Linked DNA regions of Mus musculus: regions 2 and 3 are each linked to region 1. The links are chromatin contacts, called in public Hi-C and Micro-C maps. All regions are on one chromosome and are shown on one strand. Each heading gives the region's core, a stretch centred on a gene start, on an enhancer-like site or on the middle of the called end of the contact. The rest is flanking DNA. Distances are from core to core; before and after follow the strand shown. Region 1 holds the start of Mnt (max binding protein). Region 2 holds the start of Spag7 (sperm associated antigen 7). Region 3 holds the start of C1qbp (complement component 1, q subcomponent binding protein).

The links. A called contact is a pair of places that touch in the nucleus more often than the background predicts.
Region 2: a Micro-C map of embryonic stem cells shows a contact between it and region 1, with 5 times the contacts expected there. The contact joins the promoter of Spag7 here to the promoter of Mnt in region 1. A contact is called at or near these places in 2 of 39 promoter capture datasets (cranial neural crest and frontonasal cranial neural crest) and 1 of 484 Hi-C or Micro-C datasets (embryonic stem cells).
Region 3: a Hi-C map of B cells shows a contact between it and region 1, with 5 read pairs. The contact joins the promoter of C1qbp here to the promoter of Mnt in region 1. A contact is called at or near these places in 1 of 39 promoter capture datasets (cranial neural crest) and 1 of 484 Hi-C or Micro-C datasets (B cells).

Annotation. Positions count from the first base shown.
Region 1 is chr11:74,827,856-74,832,899 of GRCm38.p6, forward strand. It overlaps Mnt (max binding protein), which reads left to right and starts at 3,069. Exons shown (of 6, transcript NM_010813.3): 1 at 3,069-3,546. The coding sequence starts at 3,474.
Region 2 is chr11:70,666,599-70,671,642 of GRCm38.p6, forward strand. It overlaps Spag7 (sperm associated antigen 7), which reads right to left and starts at 2,818. Exons shown (of 7, transcript NM_172561.3): 1 at 2,599-2,818. The coding sequence starts at 2,683. Camta2 (calmodulin binding transcription activator 2) reads right to left here. Exons shown (of 23, transcript NM_001190376.1): 18 at 4,852-5,035; 19 at 4,410-4,481; 20 at 4,293-4,313; 21 at 3,951-4,138; 22 at 3,748-3,822; 23 at 2,865-3,664. The coding sequence ends at 3,601.
Region 3 is chr11:70,979,994-70,985,037 of GRCm38.p6, forward strand. It overlaps C1qbp (complement component 1, q subcomponent binding protein), which reads right to left and starts at 3,033. Exons shown (of 6, transcript NM_007573.2): 1 at 2,732-3,033; 2 at 2,177-2,327; 3 at 17-110. The coding sequence starts at 2,957. Dhx33 (DEAH (Asp-Glu-Ala-His) box polypeptide 33) reads right to left here. Exons shown (of 12, transcript NM_178367.4): 12 at 4,098-5,044.

The DNA of each region.
Region 1 (5,044 bases), core at 1,819-4,318:
TGTGAATATGTGTGTATTGAGCTCCACACCCGTTCCCACATCCCATTGTGGTCAGGGAAGTCATTTCCTAGAGCACTGGAGCTGTAAGTGTGTGGCTCTGTCGGGATGAATGGTACGAGGACAGGAACTCAGCACAGACAAGGGAGGAAGGCTTGCTATGGAATGAGCAGTAGGCATTGAGGAATAGCACAAGACAGAAGGAAGGCGTTGGAAATCTGCATGAAAAAGTGATAGAAGATCCTGTTGCCCTCCTGACCCAGACATCCTCAGCAGCTAGAAAAGACACAACAGGACTTGAGTACGTTTTAGAAGATGGCTGGCTCTGGGATCATTCTCCAACCCAGCGAAGCTTTTGCTGAAACATCAAACTAGACTTTCCCTTGAGTGAATGTGCTTGCCAACTTATGCCCTGGCTCCACCCATTGGAACAGGAAACTAAAACAGCCCTCCCATTCATTTCCCTCTTCTGTGCCTCCCTCTAGGTGTCTCACCTCCCCACTGTCCACTCCTGAACTTCCAGAAACCTTGGTTGATGAGAAAAATCTGGTGGCCATTTTTAGGCTCCTAAAGGCAATAACAGGCCTTGCAAATGCCTTTCTAAATCCTTGGTTTTGCCTAACATCTCCTGACTGCTGTCCCCATGTGACCTAAATAAACATGATCATGTGAAGCCTGTAAGGCTGTTTGTTTTAAATAGCAAGCATCTCTGCTAAGCCCTGAAGCAGATGGGGTACTGGGGGCAAGGGAAAGGCCAGCATTCAAGTGTGCCTTCATTCCACTTTCACTTCCTCTCCCTGAGAGAAGGGAGATGCTTTCAAAATACTGCTCAGAAAAGTAATTTCTTTTTTGTCACAGAACTGGTCCTTCACAAGATTAGAAGCACTTGGCTTTGTATGATTGCTGTGGGCCACTTGAGGGAGACAGGACAAGCTGGACAGTTTGAGTGAATGGTGTTGGCTTCCATGCAAAACAACAACAAAAAGGCCGGTAGCGCCACCTCTGGCATCTCCATGTTCTGTAGTATGTGTAGGTCAGGTGCAATAACACCCAAAGCAAGTAGACACCAGGATGGAAAGGCAGAGCCTGCACCCCTGTAGGCTTCTAAGAAAAGGCTGCTTAACCTGTAGACAACTGGGCTCTCAAGAGTCTACCTTCTCACTAAAGATCACCTGGTCTTACCTATAAACATACTTAGCCAGTTGTCTGGCATGTGCTTGTTAAATGAATGTTACCTAGTATATCCCTAGTATTTTCCTTTGCTTTAGCTTCTTAGTGACACTGGACATTTGCATAAGAGTTATTCATGCTCAGGTTCACACGCTACAGTTCAATACATCAAGATCAAAGACTCCATTCAGCTGTGCCGGGTGTCTTTCTCTAGGATAAACCTGAAGGGGAAGGGAGACCCGCCACCCTCTTTTGTTCTGTGTTCCTGGCAGCTCCTGAAGTAGGCAGGTAATGTTGGATAGGTTGGATTGTCACGGTGGCCCGCTCTACGATCTTATGGTTGGGTTTCCGGTGCTGTGCGATGGAGCCCAAGATCCTGAAAGCACCGACTGGCATGTCTCCATTTCCCTTGCATTGGCTACCATGGAGGTTGAAGCATTAACAGGTAACTGACTATCCCTAGCACTGAGAGTAATTGCATCGGCTTCGTTGTGCCCATAATATTCTAGTGCTTTTCAATGCTAACTGTACGAATGGAGATTGTATGGCTTTCCACCAAAGAGAGTTCCAGATGTAGGATATTTTTGTTGTCCTAATCAAGAAGATGTAAGTGCTCAGCCCCCTTCCTGAACTGCAGTTTGATAGTTCTTCACTTTTGCGAGGACCCGAGGTGGTAAGAGGCAGCTGGCGGTTGAGAGAGGTCTGACTAGACTACGAGTTGCTCAATGAACAAGGAGCAGTTGGAGTAGTCCCTTCACTTGGGCCTCAGTTTTCTTACCTGCAAAGTGCAATGATTTGGGCAAGCTGACTTCAAAGATCTTTCTGACTGTACCTAGGGACAGTCCTAAGCCCTGCAGCCAAGATAAAGACTGACTGGCGAGCTTAGGAGAGTGCGCGGTTCCAACCCAACACAGTGAGCGACCCCGCCCCGCGCCCAGCGGGCCGCTAGGGTAGCGCGCGGCTTCCGCCCTCCACGTTGTTGTTCCTGATTTAGGCCACGCCTCCTCGGCCTGGGCTTTGGACGCTTCTCCTTTTGATTACTGGTGCCGGGGCCCAACAACGAGGTGCCCTCTAGAGTGGCACACTTTTAGTCCCCACCCATATCAGAAACCGGTGGACAAAGAATTTAGGAGAAGGGAAGTAAGCCCTGGTTTTGAATGGGAGGGTAATGTAAAGCAGGGGATGGACTGCGGAATTCCCCTGTAGGTGTCTCACCCTTCCGTCACCCGGTGGCCCTATCCGCACCCGCTAATACGACCCTGTAGACACTGTCCCTTTAAACCGAAGGCTGGCGGCGCGGGGTGTCCATGTGGAGCTGCTCCATGCCGTGTTGTCCTGCCCGCCCATTGGCGGGCGGCCTGGTGATGTAGCCTAATAGGATGCGAACGCACTGCGGGGGGAGGAACAGAGACAAAATCCGGAACGGGATCAGCTCTCCCGTCCCTCTGTCAGGACTCTAGCAGCCTGCTGTCAGCTCCGCCCAGGGGCGGATCCCGGGGGGAATTGCGACAGACCGGACGGCTGCGGGATTTAGGTCGTGTCTACGTGGGGCGAAGAGACCTAGGGGTCAGACTATAGGTCTCCCTGACCTGTGTCACCGCTGTCTCAGCTAACCGAAGCCTTGGGCTTCCCATTCTCTCAGCAAGGCAGATCCCGCCGTGAATGCCCTAAGCACGCAAACCCCGTTTAACTTGTGGCTGGCCACGGAGAGGAGGGGCAAGTAGGGAAAGCGGAAACAGCGAGGAAGCCTGGTTCCATCTTCTCACCCCCACCCAAGCCACGTGTGCGCGCGCGGTGGGCGGGGCCATCCCTGGCGCGGCCCCGCCCTCAGTGAGACGCCGCGGCCCTGCGGGCGGGGGCTCCGGTCCGGGCTTTGGCTGCGGCCCCGGTGTAGTAGCGGGGGCGGCGGCCGGGGGCAGCGCGGCTCCTTCCCTTGTTGTGTGTGTCGGTGCCTCCTCGCCATCTTGTTGCAAAGCCCTTTCTTGTCGGCGGGACTCCGGGGGCCGCGGGGCGGGAGGCATCGGAAGGGAGGAAGAGGAAGAAGGAAGGAAGAAGGCAGTGCCGCCTTTTTTATTTTTTGCATCAAAATTTTTTTAATTTGCAAATTTTTATTTTGCAAATATTTTGGGAGACATTGATTTTTCTCCCCGTGCTCCCCCGTTCTTTTCTGAGGAGTGCGCTGCGCCGCCCAGCCCTGTCGCCCCCCGGAGGTGATCCCTCCCTCCTGCCGGCCCGCCAGCCTGACCTGTGCTTGGCTCGCGGGCCGCAGCCTCGGCCCCGGCGCGCCCCCGGCTGCTCTCGCCGCGATGAGCATAGAGACGCTACTGGAGGCGGCCCGCTTCCTGGAATGGCAAGCGCAGCAACAACAGAGAGCACGTGGTGAGCGGCCCGGCTGGGCCCCTGGGGCACTGGGCAGAAGGGGAGGCCAGTGACCCCGATCCCTGAACCCACTGGAAATCGCAGGGAGGCCCCTCTATGGCGCGACCTAAAAAGCCGGGCACAAACTCCCCGCAAGAGCTGCCGTCCGGGAGGAGTGATGCGAACGTTGAAAATAATTAATGAATTCATTAACATGCAAAGAAGGACCCAGTTTCTGCGGGTACCACCCTAGCTGACTGGCACCCCCGTACACCTTCAGTGGGGGGCCCCTTAGTTGTGGGCGGGCGGCGCCCTCGCTACCATTGAGGATGTGTGAACCGGGGGATGGGGAGAGGGATGTTGATGTGTGGGGGTGGCAGACCCGCGTGTGCTTGCGTGTGAGCACCAAGATGATGTGTGATGGGAACCGGGGAAGAGCGGATGAACGGACCTGTACACGGGTGTGTTTGTACAGCACACGAGTGGGCGTGTGCGTAACTGAGTGGGGGTGGGGAATACTCTACGCCGAGCTGCTCTTCGGATTCCCTGGCCTGGGCTGGAGGGTGCGGGGAGCGCTCCCGGCAGATCTACGCGCTGCTTGGGGCGGAGGCGGCCTTTGCAGAATGAAATGACATCGCGTGTCTTATGATCCTGGCCAGCCCCGCCTGACCCCGCCTCCCAGAGCTGGGCTGGGTCGCACGTCTAGCTTTGGCTGAGAGCTGCGCTGATTGGGTGCATGTGAGTGTCCCGCGGGTCGCTGGGGGCAGCCCTAGGCCCCCCTGCCTTGCCCTGCTTTAGCCGGTGTGGAATGTGGCGTGTCTGCGCGTTTCAAACCCGCTCTTGGCTGGAATGTTGCGTGTGCCTGCGTCCCAAGCCCGTTGGTTACCCGGACTGCTGACGTAGTCAGGCCCCGCCCCCGACCACGTGCACGGGGGACACTCCCGCTGGGGACTGTGCGGCCCGGCCCCTCCTCACCGCCTCGCGGTTGCCTAGGGGCGGGGTCTGGGCGGGGCTGGCGAGGGGCCTGGAGTCGGGTTGGCCTCCAGCTCTGGTTGCTGGCCATCTCCCAGGGAGAGCCTTTGCCCTGGGTAGGAGGAGCTATGTTCACCTAGGCTCTTGCTGGATCCTCCTGTTTTTGATCCTGTAGCGAGGGAATCCTCAGAATCTCAGGGTGACATCTATAAGTAACATCTCACTGACCCACTAACAGTGTCCCTAAGCCCTTCTGGCAACAACCCGGCCACATTGTTATAAGCTCGCCTAAGAAGGGTAAACTTTGGCGCGCCCTCAGAGGCTAAAAGAGGGTTTATGAGACTGTCATCCACCCGCTTTGGCTATGGTCCCTAGCCTTCGAGTGCTGCTTAAATAGGGGCCGAAGGGAAAAGACCCCCGCTTTCCAGCCTCTTGTGAGGGCCTCAGTTCTGAAGCAGTGTGTGTGCAGTTCCTAGGGATTCCTGGTTCCCCTACCCCCTCAGAACCCTTCAGTCGGTAGTGTTGTGGTGGAGTTCTTCGCCCTCCT
Region 2 (5,044 bases), core at 1,568-4,067, 4.2 Mb before region 1:
GGCTGGCCATGTTGGGTTTGCTTGGGGGCTGGGGGTGGGGGTGGGGCCACTGAAGAAGAAATCTGGAACTCTGGTCTAGAAAGCCCATTGAGTGCTTTTCAATCACGCGCCTCCTCATAGCAGCAGGAACCCTAAGACATTGACCTTTTCTTTGGAGGCAGAGGTGTCCAAAGTTAGCCATAAATAAACTCTCCTCTTTTACCGAATGCTCCTCCCCTCTCTCAGATCCTGCCTTTGTACCAGATCATCCCGTCTGCCCTTGGGGGACAGCTGCAACCCCAGGGATATACCTAGACATGAGCTCTGGCACTGAGCCGCAACCCCAACTATAAGCAATACGGGGCTGTCCGCTCTCTCTCCCTACTCCCAGCTTTGAGACTTCCAGGCAGACCTGAAACTCACTATGGAGTCCATGCTGGCCTCAAACTTACAGATATGCTAGCCGAGGACTGACAAATGTGGTGTTGAGACTTGAACCTAGGGTCTTCCATATGCTAAGTGTTTCACCGCTGACTGAGAAACATTCCCAGCCACCAGACTACCTTTTTTCCTTAGATTTATTTTTATTATCTTAACTATGCATATTCGTCTATGTATGAATCCGAGTGCCCACAGAGATCTGAGATGTCAGATTCCCCCCAGGAGCTGGGGTTACAGGCAGTTGTAAGGAACCTGATGTGGAGTCTGCAAATCTAACTCAGGTTCCCAGGAAGAGCAGTCTGTCCTCTTAACCGTGAGCCATCTCTCCAGCCCGCTCAGCTACTTTTAACCTGGTTCCTTATCCTGCCTGTCGCTTCCCATGGTAGGGGGTTGCTGCCTCTTGTGATTGGGCACACATCTTCCTCCTGTTCCTCAGCTTCAAATGTCCCTTCCCCTTTCTTTTGGTGTTTCAAAATCCAAGCTTGCTTCTTCCACAGGACTGAGTCCCCAAAGTGGCACTGAATTCTTCCTGTTTTCTAGTCACTCCATGCTTCTGCACGTGCTCCTTCTCTCTGGAATGCTCTTCCTCCTCTCACAGCAAACACTGAATCCTCACCGTGAGTCAAGACTTCCTCTACGCTCTAAGCACATTCACTGCTAAAGACGTGGGGTTTTTTGTTTTGTTTTTCCCCCTGTCTCCCTTACCAGGCTATGAGCTGCTGGAGGGTTGACCCTGCTCACCTGTCCAGTTAGACGTCAGAGTCCAAGACCTGACAAACTAGAAGCTCTCGTCTGTCTGACTTCACTATCTTGGCCTTTCATTGTGTTCTGATTGCTTTTCCAGTGTTTTCTGCATCTTGGGAGGTAGCATAAGAACACTGAGGCTACGAGCTCACATCTGGGTTCCAAATTCAGCTTAGTAACCTGAGACCCGAGGCAAGTGGCTAAAGCCTCCTATTCTGACGGCTGATGGGAGCACACCTATTACTCAGCTGAACATTAAGTAACTCTAACTCCTGTTTCCTATTAAGCTCTGCTTTCCCATAGCTTTCGAACAGACTGCACTCCCTTTACTGAGTTACCTATTCTTTGTTGCTCGGCTCATTTCAGACAAGCCTGGGACTCCCAATTAATCTTTCCTACACATGTATATTAATTGGTTATTAAAATTCCGTATGATCATTAATAAACGTCCCAGACATGGTCTATAATCTCCTTGATGAGCATCTTTGGCTTCACAAGTTTTGTAAATAAGGGAGTACAGATATTTAACAGTCTTTGAACATTCTGAAAGCATCCTGTCTTGCCTCCTTTGAGCAGATGGGTAGTAGGTGCGGGTAGGAGACTTATCCACGACCAAGGCTCACGTGGTTGGGAGCTGGATGCACCTAAGGCTATCCTTTCTATAAAGTCCTTCACATGCGCTCCAAGCCAATACAGGGCAGGCCACTTCGGGCCGCACCCTACCCTGGCTGCCAAACCCCAGCGAGCTTTCTGGTTAGCTACTCAGCGCGGGGGCTGGGAAGGAGAGATGGCGAATCGGAGCCTGCGGGGCATTCTCATCTCTCCAATCAACATCACGATCTAGTTGGGCAGCACAGGAATTTAAGGCTATAGTTAGGAAAGGGCGGTGGAAGGTATGAGGGACTGGGTCAACTCAAGAAGGGGCATAAAGATAGGAGGATCCAGCCAACCAATGGGAGGAGCTGAGGCTGAGGTCGGTCAGAAAAGGTAACACTTTAAAGGTAGAGCTTTTGGCTGAGCTAGCCAATAGAGGGGAACAGACGGGTGGATGGGCGTGCCCTAAACTCAATCGTAATAGAACTGGAGATTCGCGGGACCGAGGCGATGGATACGACATCCTCCAATCGGAAGAAAGGCATCCTACTAATCAGAGCTCACCAACAGCAGACAGGCAGGCCCGTTGACCAATCGCAAACAAGGACTGTAAAAGGCGAGGATAGGAAGAAGAGACTGGAGGTAGAAGGCAGGCTGAGGTAGCCAATCATTGTTTGCAAAAGACAGCGGGCGGGCCGACAGGCCTTTTAGGGACTCTGAGGGTCTCAGAAGTGGCCTGTGGGGGGTCTGTTAGGGTAGGAGGTGGCATTATTCAAAGAGGGAAGAGTGTGGTCCCAAGAATCGGGCGAAGATACGCGGTTGTGAATCTGGGATCCTCACCTCGGGCCTTGCGCCGACTCTCCTGGTCACCGAGGCTGGGTGGTTTCTCCATGGAGCTCAGGATGGAGCCCAGTAGGTCCGCCATCTTGGGAATGAGTGAGAGGGGGCGGTGCGTCTTAAAGGGAAGGACGAAATGCCTTTAAGGCCGGAAACACGTCGGAAGCGAAAAACCGCGCTGCTCCGCCCCGCTTAAGGCAGCGAGATGAGGCCGGCGACTTGCGTGGCGACCTTCCTACCCCGCCCCCAGCAGAGAGAGGCCGGAGGCTAGCTGGTGCAGAGACGTTTAATGGCAATTCGTATAAACCAAGCCCATGCACAAGTAGAAAGTGCTCGTGGAGCCAGCCGGGGGCTCCCGCCGCGCCAGGGAATCAGACGCCCGGCCGCGCAGCGCCTTAAATAGATTCTTCACTATACTCTGTATGTTACAGTTATGTACACACCCCTCCCCACGGGAGCGGGACTCCGCCTCGCGATCCTATGTACACCCCCTCCTCTTTGGCCCCTACGTGGGCGACCAGAGAGTCAGGGTGATGGGGAAGACAGGGCCAGGAAAGGAGGAAACAGACGCAAACATGCGGAGTCAAGGTGGGGGCAGTCACCCCTGAAACACGAGGGCGCGCGCAGCGAAGGCAGCGGTGGGGACCGAGGCGGATACATTCATCAGAGACTCTCGAACAAATAAATAAGGCAAGTCAGGAAGGTCCGAGTCAGGTGCAGGCAGGAACGGGGATATGGAGAAGGTGCAGGCAGGGCTCCGGAGGTCACAGCTGAAGATGCAGATATGTGGGGCGTGGGTCTTCTGGAGCCGGAGACCAAAAGAGGAGGCACAACCAGAAGGGAGGAAACGTGTAAGGCCTGGGGGCGGGGGTTCTACGAAGGGCTCCCAAAAAGGTGAAGGGGTGAAGAGCTGCCGACAGGGGGCTCCCCTAGTCCCGAAAGCCCTCTCCTTGTTTAGACAGCCAGAAGGGGCTCCCAGGGTTTTGAAGAAAGGCGTTGGAGAGGTCAGGTGGCCAGTCCTGGCTGGGGCAGCCCCTCCAGCTCCTGGTTCTGCTTCAGTTCCCTCATTCTGCGGAGAGACAGAGCCAAGTCAGAGGAGACTGATGGATCAGAAAAGGTGTCAGGGCAGAGAGGTAAGGATGGGGTTAGAACCTGTGTCGGCAGCGCCGCAGGAACCTCATTATTTTCCGGGCTGCCTGGTCTTGCTTCTTGGTGAGAAAGGTGCCCCTGGTGGGAAAGAAGAGTCCCCACTTTAAGACCATTGTAGGGAAAGGCTGGAGGGCCGATAGAGGTAGTGGGCATTAACAAAGAGGTAAACTGAGGGCTGTATAGGGGCAGGAAGGGGTGGTCCCTACTTGTTTCGAGCAGGAAGGGGGCCTGAGGGCCGGTGAGGAGGCCCCGGCCTGCGGCGGTAGGAGCGGTAGTGCTGCTGGATAAGCACCGCTGCTCGGCGGCTCTGCTGAAACCGCTTCTGTTCATAGTAGCTTCGGAACTTGCTCTGAATCAGGATGGCCGCCTGAGTCATTTTCTTATAGAGTGCAAACTGCAGGGAAGGAGAGGGGGGACAGGAGCTGAAATGGAGAGACAGAAATCCAAACCTCTGAAGGTCACCCTTCAATTAGGCTGATGTAGAGCCCGTTCTCTGACCCACCCACGGCTGAATCAGACTACTCACACCCAGATCTCATGCCTAATACCTTAAGTGCAATCCAGGTCAGCTTGTGGAAAGAGAGGGGACGTTAGGGCTCTCATAGCACAGAGATAGATAGGTTAGGTGGACGCGTGTTGGTATACTTTTGAGAAAATGCTCTAACCTGCTTGTACTTCCGATAACAACGTTGGATCACCGCTGCGGCTACCTCCTGCTGCTCCTTCAGCCTCCGACCCTAAAGGAAGAGAATGAGGCCCCGTCTGAGCCTCTCAAGGCCCACCTAGTAGACTCTGGACCACCTCTTCCTCCCAGAGTCTCCTCCTTAAAACTTTTTAAAAACCATTTACTTATTTTGTGTGTGTGTATATAGGCTGCCTGTGTGTGGACACGAGAAGACAATTTGAAGCAGTCAGTTTCTTCTTCCACCATGAATTCCAGGGATCAGAATTAGGTTGTCAGGCTTGGTGGCAAGTACTGTGTCCCCCGCCCCCCATTCTTTCTCATTCCTATTTAAGGCCTCTGAGTGAGTGCTTGTTCCACAAAAGCAATGGGAGCCCATAGTCTTCCCTGTCAAGGACAATTCATCCCAAGAACCTAGGTCTAACCTTGTACTTTCGGAAAGCTGTCTGGATGACTCGTGCTGCCTCATACAGCTCCCGCTGCTCGTGATCTGAGAGAGTCAGCAGGGCAAAATCACTTTCCATCTTGCCACTGGTAGATGCAGAGAGGAACTCTGCCCAGGAAGGTGCAGGGGGGATAGCGAGGCGACCTCGTTCAAAGGGCAGCTCACTGTGGGGG
Region 3 (5,044 bases), core at 1,783-4,282, 3.8 Mb before region 1:
AGTGTTACTAGCTTACCTCCTGTTCTTCAGCCTTCTGCCCCTGTGAGGGCTCCTCCTCACCATCAAATGTTGGAGGGATGCTGTTGTTGATGTTGAAAGTGACCGTGATCCTAGAACGGCAAGTAGAAGCACACTAAGGTACACTATTAGCACAGGAAGAGGGAGGCCTGCTGCGGTAGGGCAGGTGCGAAGGCACGCTAAAACAATGTCTCCATCCTAGCGAGCTGCACCAGGACTTAAACAGAACTTAAAACCAGCCTGGGTGCCTAAACCAACACGGCCATTAAACACCTTCTGAAGTGTTCATACAAAGTGCTACAAATTAAATGACTACAGCTGTGGATGTAGCTGCCAGGCTGGTGTCCCGGGGGTCTTTCCAGGGAAGCCATCTGCTCCAGGAAGCCTCACACGTGCTGCAGAGCAGATTCACTTTGCATAGTCACAAACTAGGAACTGAAACACCTAGTGGCTCTTCCCCCTTCTGGGGGATTCTGGAGCTCAAACAAGTACTCTGTGCGTGCCTGGCCGAAGTTCACGGCTGCACCCTGGCCCATGTGAGATGGTCAGAATTCTTATGTGACAGCACATGTTCTGAAATCAGATAAAATTCCTTTGCCTCCACACCTGCAAGCAGAAGTTCCAGGGCTACACTGATTCAGCAGGGCCAACTAACCCAAGCAAGAGGGTACTGGGTGCTGCTTCCCGGAGTTCATCTGGGCAATGCCTTGCTGCCACTTTGCCACCAAAAAAAGAATGGCAAGATGAAACCAGAAAGCATGTACAACCTGTGACAGCCCAGACTAAGCTGAGCCGGGTCAGTCAGTCTCCCTCTCTTGGCTTTTCAAGAGAGAGTTTCTTTGTGTAGCCTTGGCTGTTCTGGTACTTGCTCATAGACCAGGCTGGTTTGAACTCACAGAAATCCACCTACTCCGGCCTCCCAGGGTGATAGCATTATAGGCGAGCCCCTCCCTCCACTGCTCAGCCTGGCCTTGAACTTTCTTTCTTTTTTGGCTTTTCAAGACAGGGTTTCTCTGAATAGCCCTGGCTGTCTTGGAACTCACTTTGTAGACCAGGCTGGCCTTGAACTCAGAAATCTGCCTGCCTCTGCCTGGCTGGGATTAAAGGCGTGCGCCACCACGCCCGGCTAGCCTTGAACTTTCTAATCTACACACACACACACCTACCACTAGGCTTATAGGCCCCACTGGATAAAACTGCTTTCTTGTACACTGTGTTCCTAAAGCACCAGGGATGGATCCTGGGGCCTCACGCATGCTAGAGAAGCACTCAAGAGTCCAAGTAGACTTCTCTAAGGAAGGCCGTGGGCGACTGTGTAACACAGAACAGCACAAACAAGGGCTTAACGGTCTTAAGGGTGTGTGGTAGCACGTGCCTACAACCTCAGCACACAGGTGTCTGAAGGACCAAGAGTCAGAGGCTGGTCTGTGCTCTACAGCAGCAACACAGAGACCCTGTCTCAGAAATGATCGGTTTAGGAAAGCGAGAGCTAAGCTTGGCTAAGAACCTTCTACCTTTGTCTGATGGCCTTTCTACACTCTAACTTCTTCCTTAAAAGTTACATACCTTGCATTTTTAACTACTACAAACACAAGCCAGATGGGAGTTCTAAACAAATGAATTTATCAGTACTATTAAACATTAAAAAAAAAAAAAGTCCCAGCCCTTAGGTCCAGACTGGGCACAGCATCCCTCATTAGTAAGCCAGTGACTGCGCTTGTGGCTCCCAGACTCCCCTCTACACACCCTGGAGCTGCTTCAGGCCTCCTTAATAACCAAGCCCAGAAGTCTGTATTCATTCAGAGAATGCACTCCCTGGAACCTAAGAACTTTTCCAAGTAAATGCTTTCTTAAAAGCCATTTTATTGGCCAGCTGTGGTGGCGCACACCTTTAATCCCAGCACTCGGGAGGCAGAGGCAGGCGGATTTCTGAGTTCGAGGCCAGCCTGGTCTACAGAGTGAGTTCCAAGATAGCCAGGGCTACACAGAGAAACCCTTCCTCGGAAAAAAAAAAAAAACAAACAAACCCAAAAAAGAAAAGCCATTTTATCAAAGTACTGGGCCTAAGCTGAGGCTCTCCTGGGGATGGCCAGGACAGGGTGCTGTAGTCAGGGATTCCCGACTTGAGAACCCAGAATACAAGCCCTGGGCCACTTACTTTTCTCCGGCAACTTTGCGCAATAATTTAGCCTCCGTGCCGTTCACCTCCAGCTCCCAATCTCCAGACATCTTGGGAAGGGACTTGTGTTTCTGGATCTTCTTTTCTTCCTTAATTTCATCAGTCAAGAATTCAACGAAGGCCTTGTCTCCTAAAAGAAAAGCCAAGATGACCCAAAGGGAGAAAAGCCGGTTACCGATAGACCGGACTGTATCCATTCTTACGACACTAGCCCAAATCACTCCTTAAAACGTCCGTTTCTCACTCTATAAAAAGAGCAGGATATACTTACTGAGCTGAACTGATATTTATCATGAGATGGTTATTTCTTATCATGGACTCACTACTATTACTTCCCATATTAAACAAAAGAATTCCCAATTATCCTCTTTCTGGTTCCAAAAGACATAACCAACAACCACACTTTGAAACCACGACCCTACGGACTTTGCTAAGCCACATTTCCAAGACGCGAGAAGGGGGGGGAAGCTTTCGATCACGAGGGTCTGTTCCAAGCTGGGTGGCCGCACTCCGACTAGGGTGCGTGAACCTTACCTTCCGTGTGCAGAGCGCCACAGCCGCACGCGCAGGGAACCGGGGGCTGCAGGAGGCCAGAGCGCCGAGCCGAGCCGGCCCGTACGCTGAGCAAACCGAAGGGCCGGAGGCATGGCCGGGGCGCGGGCTGCAGGAGATGCCGAAGCGGCTGGGCCGGGATGGCGGTTCGGAGGCCGGAGGCGGCGGCGCCGAGGGCGCGGGGCACGCAACGCAGCAGAGGGAGCATCGCGGGGCGGACACGTGCAGAGGGAAGGACGACCGGGCCAAGGCACCGTGTGACCTCGCGCGCTGCCGGAAGCCCCGCCCTCGCCCGGGGAAGCGCTTTCCACCCCAGAGGACTGCAGTCATCCGGGCCGGACCGCGCCCTCTGCTGGGAGCCGCCAGTGCAGTCGGGGAGGCCTTGACTCAGCTACCTTGACCACCATGTCTCCCTTGCTGCCCACTCTCCCCAATTCACCTGCTTTTCTCAATCCACACCAAGCTTTGTTACCGCGGAATGCGTTCAGGTTCACCCCAACTCGCGCAAAACCGTATATTCAAAGATCACTTAACGATCTTCTGAAACCGACTAATTCTGGAAAGCCCAGGCTGACCTGCACGCAGTTGCTGTGGAGTGGACATCCTGGCCTCATTAGACATTAGATCCAGAATCCCAAGAACAGGATGAAGGATTTATGTTGGAAACCTTTGCACGCCCTAACAATTCATGGGCCAGTTTTAATGGACCATCGGTTTCCTGGGAGCAGGAATATATGGCTTACATCATAGGCGAGGCCCTTGGTCTTGCGAAGATTATATGCCCCAGTACAGGGGAATGCCAGGGCCAGGAATCGGGAGTGGGTGGGTTGGGGAGCAGGGGGAGGAGGAGGGTTTAGGGGATTTTTGGAGAGGAAACTAGGAAAGGGGATAGCATTTGAAATATCTATTAAAAAAAAAGAATCAAGGATAAGAGGCTGGAGATATGGCTCAGTGATTAAGAGCATTGTTGCTCTTGCAGAAGACTAGAGTTCTAGTTCCAGCATCCACATGCCTGCTCACAACTATCTAACTTCAGTTCCAGGGCAGCAGATACCAAAACACTCAAAGGTATTTAAAAAAAAATCAATCAATCAACCAATCAACAAAACCACTCCCCTCCCCAAACAAAACAAAACAAAACAAAAACCAACCAAATCACTCACACACACCCCAAAACAAACAACAAAAGCCCTGCTCATGCATTATAGTCCCAGCATCAGGGAGGTAGGCAAACAACTGAGTTTGAGACCTGCCTGGTCTACACAGCAGGTTCCAGAACAGTCAGGGTCACATGAAAAAGACTTCTCAAAAAAAAAAAAAAACAAAAGTAAATGCTGGATACCAAGACTTATCGAATGAATGGCAGTAAGAATAATGTTTAATATTCTAAACAGCATTCTTTAAATAAGGGAAAGGAGGCCCAACAAAAGAGGCCACACAGATCATTATACAAGATTCAGTTTTTATGGATTTGATAGTCAAAAGCAAATTTCGAGCATTATATACTAGAACTGTTCTTTTATGTTTGAGACCAGAGAGAACAGAGCACATGTCCAAATCCGCTTGTCAGTTTTCTACACTACAGCAGTCTATAGAGAATTGTTTCCCCACCGGTATAGTCTAGTTTATGTGCTCAAGGAATGGCATCTTAGATGCGCGGCCACAGTTCCAAACAGACCCTGGTAGCTGGAGCACAAGGATTTGTGCCACAGTAAATACTTTGCTGTTTTGGAATCCTGTTATAAGAGATGCAAATGTTCTCACAGGGATCCTGGTAATGGAACTGGTGCCCCGGGTGTCGCAGGCCACGGTTACCAAGAAGATAAACCCCTGCAGCACGCAGGGCTGTTGTGGAAGTTCATCTGTCTGTTGGAGGCTATTCTGTCCAGGCTGGAGTCTTCAGGTTGGAGAGTTTGCCAACTTGAAAAGTAGCTCAGGTTGTACTGCAGCAAAACCACAAAACATTTCACTTTCTTAAGAAAGCTTGAAGAGAGCTGTCCCTTTGGCTGAAGATAAGCATTAATTTCTTCGTAGTGATCTGTGGAGTCAGAATGGGGCTCCCACCTCATGTAATCCCTGAGCAGCTGTGTTGAATAGTAATTTTTAAAAAAGCTTAATAAAAAACTAAATATTCTATTAAAATCCCCCCACAATGTTAGAATGATAAACATATTTCTATACAGAAACATTGGGTCCTTAGAAACTGTATCCATCACTCCCTTTTCTGGGAGGTCCCAGTCCTCTGCAGCAGTCCCTCCAGGGTAAGGTCCTAGGCCTCACCCTGGAGCCAGTCAC